2 separate regions of the Arachis hypogaea genome follow, and region 1 is linked to region 2. A link is a contact called in public Hi-C data. All regions are on one chromosome and are shown on one strand. The core of a region is the stretch at or near the end of the contact, and the rest is flanking DNA. Distances in the headings are between cores, read along the strand shown. Region 1 holds the start of LOC112762974 (protein GRAVITROPIC IN THE LIGHT 1-like). Region 2 holds the start of LOC112766852.

What was found. Hi-C and Micro-C count contacts between places; a contact is called where the count stands out from the background.
Region 1: a Hi-C map of leaf shows a contact between it and region 2, with 2.2 times the contacts expected there. The contact joins the promoter of LOC112762974 here to the promoter of LOC112766852 in region 2. A contact is called at or near these places in 2 of 8 Hi-C or Micro-C datasets (both in leaf).

Annotation. Positions count from the first base shown.
Region 1 is chr17:21,102,783-21,106,645 of arahy.Tifrunner.gnm2.J5K5, forward strand. It overlaps LOC112762974 (protein GRAVITROPIC IN THE LIGHT 1-like), which reads right to left and starts at 1,590. Exons shown (of 1, transcript XM_025808765.1): 1 at 286-1,590. The coding sequence starts at 1,590. The coding sequence ends at 286.
Region 2 is chr17:20,841,051-20,844,834 of arahy.Tifrunner.gnm2.J5K5, forward strand. It overlaps LOC112766852, which reads left to right and starts at 1,318. Exons shown (of 10, transcript XM_029294731.2): 1 at 1,318-2,094; 2 at 3,079-3,264. The coding sequence starts at 1,846.

The DNA.
Region 1 (3,863 bases), core at 340-2,839, 260 kb after region 2:
GGCGAACCATCTATTTACAGTTCATAGGGTAATGTGAATGGCACTGAGAAAATACAGCAGAAATCTGAAAACCAGGGTAACTTAAAAGATATATCAGTACTTTACTCAATGATAAATATCACAAATGTAAAGCTGGTGGATTTAGATTCTAACTGCTAGCATAAATTAGTAGCCATTGTTACCGTGGCTAACTAAGATACAACCAAAATAACTCTTGCACAAAATTTGTGTTGTTCTGTTGGCTGAATTACCGGTTAAAAGCACCATCATGTAGCTTGAACGATGTTATGCGACATAAACTCGAGACTTCACTATTGTCTGTCCAATTTTAAATCCAGGCATGATCATAAACTGAACTTTGTAGGTGGCACACTCTTTGTCGCTCTCCTTTTCTTCGTTTACAGATTCCATATGTAGGCCGGAGAAAGCACTTCCTCTGTTCACAGAAAACAAGGCTGCATTAGGATCTATTGAGTGCACGGATCCTAGTAAAACCCAAATCCATTTTGCCATTTTGGCGAATAATTGATAGAATTCTGTTCTTGGGTGCCTCCCACTCATTATGAATGCTCTGTGATCCAAGTTTCTAAAGAATGACTCTTCCATTTTCGGATGGACGACGAGAAGATATTTAGCTTGACAATATTTGGCAAAATCTGAATCCGGATTCGCCATCAGTGCATCAATAGGATCATCAAAATTCAAAACATAACCTACATCATAGGAAGACAATGCAATCCCATGAAACATTCGGAGTGCAATGTAGGCCTCAAAAGCATACTTCTTGTCGCACCTTCTAGAATAAACAACACCAGTCTCAATGGCATTTGCAGCCTTATCTAGGTCCCAACCCGAAGCTTTCATCAAACTGATCAATGGTTTTGCGAAATTATGAATGGATTGCGAAGCAGCCTTGTAAACATTCTGGAACTTATCAACACTCAAGACACTTGCTTCCCTCTTCACCACCCTCATCCTCTTGATGTTCTCAATCAGAATTTCATTCCCCATCTCCAAGCCCTGAAGCTCTCGTTGCAGCCGAAGAACCTCACAATCTTTAGCACAATTTTGAGACTTGAGCTTCCCCAAAAATGCCTCCTTGGCCTCAATTTCAGCCTGCAATTGACTAGAAAGTGCAGCATCGAACCTCGCCTTGCTGCATTGCATTTTCTTATACTGACGCCTGAACTTGCATAGCTTCTCAAGCTCAGCAACAACTTCATCATCCGCAGCTACAATCTTCTTTGGATCATAAGGAATGTGAGCTTGTTGCAGCTTAAGATATGCCAACTTGAGGGCAGAAACAGCATCAAAGATATTCTTTAAGACCTCCACACCATCATTGCCATCATGGTCTTTTGCCACAACTTTAACCGGGTGGGGATGCACTTTAAGATCATAGGTTCTAATCTCCTCACTTGTATCACTGCTGTTTCCACTCACAGGGGCATTATTACAAACAGGTTTCGTCTGTAATTGCAAGGGATTGAGATTTGGGGCTTCGGAGGAGAATACCCCAATAGATTTCAGTTTACAAACTTTGGTGGCGAACTTTCCTATGATTTCTGTGATAGTGTTGGTGCTTTCCATCCCAAGAGACCAAGAAAATTGAAAAAGATCAAAACTTTGAGACTCACTCAACTCAACTCAACACAAATGGATCTAACAGTGATTCCTTTTTGCTTTTTTCCTCCAACAACAAACAACTTTGCTCAAAGTCAAAATCTTTGAAACTAAAGAATAAAACTCAATGAATTTGGTGAAGTGGGTTCTGTTAGCCACATTGCACAAAAAAATCCAATAACCCAAACAAGAACCAGTAGTTCAAATAAAGTTTCACACTTCAGAAAACTAAGCAAAAATTTTACATAAAAATGAAGGAATATGAAGATGCTACACATACCCTATATGAGGTTCAACACAAAGGACAATAGTGTGGCGAAAAATCTCACCAGAGTGAAAGTGTTGCAGTGAGTGAATGTTACAAACAAAAGAGCGTTGACTGTTGTGTTGATCAGTGTTGACTGTTGAGACTGAGTGCTGTTTTTTGTGTTTGGCTTTGCCACCCTTTTCTGTGTGTCTGGCAGTTTGAAACTTCATGAGTGAATGAATGAGTGCGTTTTTTCATGGAAAGAATTAATTATTTGTCATTAATTACTATTTAATGCTAAGTTTGAATTTCATGCCCTCTTTGACTGTACTTGTTAATGGTGTACCGGTAATCTATGATTGTAATTATTCATTTTATTTTTTATTAAAAGTATTTGTTGAGGTATTTAATGTACATTTTGTTTTTTTTTTTTAAAGGAAAACTTCAATAATTTGAATTTTTAATAATTTTGTAGCTTATTTATCAAAGAAATTTTACAAGTTACTCCTCTAAGTAATTTTAATAAGTATTCCTAAAAAAATAAGTATTTCTAAAAAAAAAGTTAAATATTACTTGTACTGCAACAATCTTTTATGTACATCTTCTTAGTACACTTCTAAACAAATTAAAATAAAATCTTATGCTGAGTTGTCCACAATTAAAAATTTAAGAGTATATGATTGAATATTCTAGATTATTCAATTATTTTCTTATATTTTCAAAACGAATCTAATAGTGAAAATGGGATAATTTCTTTTACGGGTGTTTAATTAATATATATTCTAAAGATATATATCAAGATTATTATATTAATTAAAAAATTTTAATTTTATTTTAATGAATACACAATAAATACATTAAAAATATAATATTTAATATTTTTTATAACAAATTTTTTAATTAGGACATATTAATTAAACTCTTATTTATTAATGTTCTAAAATACTCTATATTTGAGTGAAAAGAGTAGAGCGAAATTCAAATGAGACTTCATTCGATCACTAATTTAACACCCTAAAGTGTGTGGCAAATTAAAAGCAGAGCCGAAATGGTTATCTGAAACTGAAAGTGTATCTTTCAGCTCATTCAAAAAAACTGAAAAAGAGATTTTCTCAGTAAAAGTACCCTGAGAACACACATGCGTAGTTGGATTTGAGAAAAACAATGAAAATTATTAAGAAATAATGTGGCACGCGATGTTCTTTTTAATATTTCATATTTGGCTTCATTCAAATTCAGGGATTCGAATTTGGTAGTGTTCCCCATGCAATGCAATCATACATTACAATACAATCGTAGCTAAAATGTCTCGGAACTTATCACACCCTTTCATCATCTACCCTACCTCCAAACAAATATTTATGTATATTTTAAGGTGGCTAATCACAGAAAAATCTTTTAAAGTTATCCAGCTTGGGGGCAAAAGGCGCTCCCACGGTTAACAATTGTGAAAAATATTTATGATATTATTTTAAGGTTTAATTATTCTGTTGCTGCCTATAGTTTCGCAAAATTTTCAATTAGGTTCCTATATTTTTTTTTCTTTTTAATTGAGTCCCTGCATCAAAAAAATTTTTTTTTGGTCCCTACACTTTTTTTTCATTTTATTTAGGTCCTTATACCAATTCTTTTTATTAGTTGGATCCCTATAAAATTAAGTCAATTACTACTAAGAGGGACTTAATTGAAAAAAAAATTAGTGTAAGGACCCAATTAAAAAGAAAAAAAGTATAGAAACCTAATTAAAAATTTCACGAAACTATAGAGACTAAAAGAATAATTAAACCTTATTTTAATAAATACTTGAAGTATATAATAGATATTAATTATATGATGAATTATTAAAATTTAAAAATAATAATTAATTTAATACCAAAATAAAATAAAAAATATTTATTATGAAAAGAATAGAATATAATTTTATATAATTATTATTAGATTACTGATTTAATTAATAAACTAATAATTAAACCAGTAATCAATGATCTATTAT
Region 2 (3,784 bases), core at 68-2,567:
TCTTCTCCTCCTCTTTCTTCTCCTCCTCTTAGAGATTATCAATTCAATTAAATTCAATTCAAAACACATGCGTCCATTCAATTCAAAATAATTCAATTCAATTCATAATGAAACGAACACGTTATTAAGGTAAAACAATTGTATAGTACTAAATGAACGGAACATTATCCATTATATAAAATCAAATTCAAAACAGCTTCCTGCATAATGAACCGAATACGTTATTAAGGTGAAACAATTGTTAGTATTAAATGAACGGAACATTATCCATTATATAAAATCAAATTCAAAACACATGTGTCTATAATTTAGAAATTATCAATTCAATTCAATTCAATTCATAATGAACCGAACACGTTATTAAGGTGAAATAATTGTATAATACTAAATGAATGGAACATTATCCATTATATAAAATCAAATTCAAAACAGCTTTTTGCATAATGAACTGAACACGTTATTAAGGTGAAACAATTGTAAAGTACTAAATGAACGGAACATTATTCATTATATAAAATCAAATTCAAAACACCTGTGTCTATAATTTAGAGATTATCAATTCAATTCAATTCAGAACAGCTGCGTCCATTCAATTCGATTTAGCAAAATGTTGGTGTTGTTGGTGATGACGATAACGAAAGAGGAGAAGAGGAGGAGGAGTTGAAGGAGAAGAAGAAGAATCTGCGTGCGTGAAGGAGGAAGAGGAGGAGGAGGTATACGTGAATTTGAAAGAAGAAGAAGATGACGTATGCGTGTATTTGAAAGAAAAAGAAGAAGAAGAAAAAGAAGAAGCGTAGGGGAGAAGAAGAAGAAGCGCGAAGGAGGAAAAGAAGAAAAAGCGCATGTAATAATGCTCTTTTAATGATAGTGATTTTTGTTGGTGTTGGACCTAATTGAATAAACTTAAATAAAAAAATACTTGAATGTATAGCAATCCTATTTATTAAAATAGACTATAATAAAATAGATTTTTCGTCCAATAAAATGCTTTGCTATTATATCTATGTAATTTTACACAAATAGACCATTCTTAATCATATACGCCATTTATATCTTCGTAGGTAAATTTTGTGGCCTATAAATATTATAAAGAATAATAATAAATGTAAATATTCGTTAATATATAAAATTATATTTAGTCTTTTTAATTTAAAAATTACAAACTAATTTTAAAAATATATTTATAAATGTCTGTAAAACACTTCAACCTTTTCAAATTTAAGACAGAAATAGTCACAAAAAAAAATTTAAGACATAAATAACTAACTTTTTTTATCAAAAAATTTTACAAGAGTTAATCTAAATTTTATTTTTTGTAACATGAATGAAGAAGAGACCAACTGCTTGACTTGGTTCAAGTTCCTCTAATGCTCTCCTCGCTTCAACTAAAGAGCCCTACTTTCTATTTCCCGTCTACCCTCTACCCTCTTCCTCTTCCCCTTTACATTTTATTTTATTTTATTTTATTTTCTTTTCTTTTCTCCCTTTTTCGGTTTTTGGCCTTCATGCTTTCTCCCCTTCAATATTCTTCCCCAGATAGAATCGAATTTCCACCCCCATTTTCCCTCAAAATCCCTCTCTCCCATTTCCTCTTCCCAATTTCATGATTTCCCCTTAATGCCCCCACTGTCGCTAGATTCACCTCAAACACACTCTTCCCCCTTTTAATTCCATCCGAGAGGGTTCGCAAAACCCGTTTCGGGTTATCGGGTACCCGAATTCGCCTCCCCATTTCGGGTTCGGAGCTCTCGGAAGCTTATTTCGCCGTTTCAATTTTTTTTTGGTCTTCTGGATTTTTCCTTTTTTTTTTAAACCGTTAGGGGTTAACGGCGCTGTCGTTTTGTCATGGGCGATCTTCATGTGAACGGCGTCGTTTTCGGGGAGGATCGCCCCTGCGCCTCGTCGCCGCCGTCGCCGCCGCTGCCGTTGTCAAACCCCGATCCGAGCTCCGTCGCTGCAGACGCATGGTCAGCCGCTGAGGCCACCACCTCCGCGATTCTCCGCCGGATTAGGCCGACGCTCGGTGCTGACCGGAAGCGCCGCGAGGTTGTTGATTACGTGCAGAGGCTGATTCGATATGGCGCTCGGTGTGAGGTGTTATTTTATTTTATTTTTGTGTTTGCTCATTGAATTTTCGATTCATAATTGTGCTTTACTTCATGCAGCTTTTGTTTGAATTGGATGCTTTTCTTTTTGTGATCTTGGATGTTTTTGGAGGTTTTGGCGTTATATTGTTGTGTTTTGTGATGATTCTGTTATAGTTTGCTGAGCAATTTCAAGTGTGTGTGTATATGCTGTTTGACACATCAATTGGGAGTTTGGATTGTTGTGTTATGTAGTGTTGTTGTTGGGTTTTTGTTTGTGTTCACTGAACGGTGCTTTTTGCCTGTGGATTATGCATGGCACGTTGGTGATTGCTGTTTTTACTTTTTAGCTTTAGGAATGTGTTGAGGGGGTTCTTGTTCTAATGGCACTTGATTGGGAGGTAGGAAGACCCGCTAGTTACCATTCAAGCTGAGTGTCCTGTAGCTTGAGTCGTGTTTATGGGAGCTAAGTGCAGAAGGAATGAAGGATATGGAGTATGGTTGTTTGGTTGGTTGAGTTTTTATGGCCGATAGAATCGCAAGGCCGAACCTTAGGATAGTTGTGGAAATGAATAAATCCGGGATCAGCTATCTATTCCTGATTTTGGTCTAAGTGTATAATCATTCTATAAGAATTACCCTTTTCTGGATATATATGTTTAGCTTAATAATATGTATATGTGCTGTTAACGAAGTGCAATTTTGAATTTTCTGATTTGTTTTAATGGATTATCACTTATGGGTTGTAATCTCATATTTGCTTTGAGTTGATAAATGATAAAATGCACATGCCTCTGGATGTAATCTTATTTGAATATTTTGCATTTGCAAAACATCTTTAAAGTGAGGTTGTATTATATTTGAACAAACAGGATGCATAGTGCACTGTAATTTTAAACCACTAAATGATGACATGGATGAATTCAGTCAATATATATATATGCATCTTTGCCTGCTCACCTTAAAATTTAAAATACTCTTTCTTTTGTTGCAGGTCTTTCCATATGGGTCGGTTCCTTTAAAAACATATCTTCCAGATGGAGATATTGATTTGACTGCACTCAGTTGTCAAAATATTGAGGATGGCTTAGTGTCGGATGTTCACACTGTTCTACGAGGAGAGGAAATCAATGAAGCTGCTGAATATGAAGTGAAGGATGTTCGTTTCATTGATGCAGAGGTTTTTTCTTCTTTCTTGGCACCTTATTGGAAATTGAATACAGTTCTGTTTGCAAGCATTGTGTGCCAAATGACCACCGTAAAATTATAATTCCAGAGTTATTATAAGCCTGAAATGCTGAATCTGCATTTCCTTTAATTTTCCATTTGGAAAGGAATTACTTCTTTTCTCTCTAGGATGGAATTGACCCTGTCTTTTAGTCTTGCTCTCTATTGAAACTTTTCACATGTTTAGATGATTCATGATTGCCTCTCTTCCCTTACCTTATGATTCCTCCTTTTCAAAACAGGCTGTTTATAGTGTTATTTTTGTGTTTTGTGGTCAGTTTTTCAAAGCAAGCTCTGTTAAGACTGTTCTATTTGTGTTTTATGCTCAATAAGCCACAAAATTTTTCACCCATCACCATTGTGTTTCTTCTATCTTTGTAAAGGTAGTGAATTTTGTGTTGGTAACCTTGCATAGAATCTGGGGCGAATGATGGTCACTCTGGTTAGTTTAAATCTAATATGTTTTCACTGTA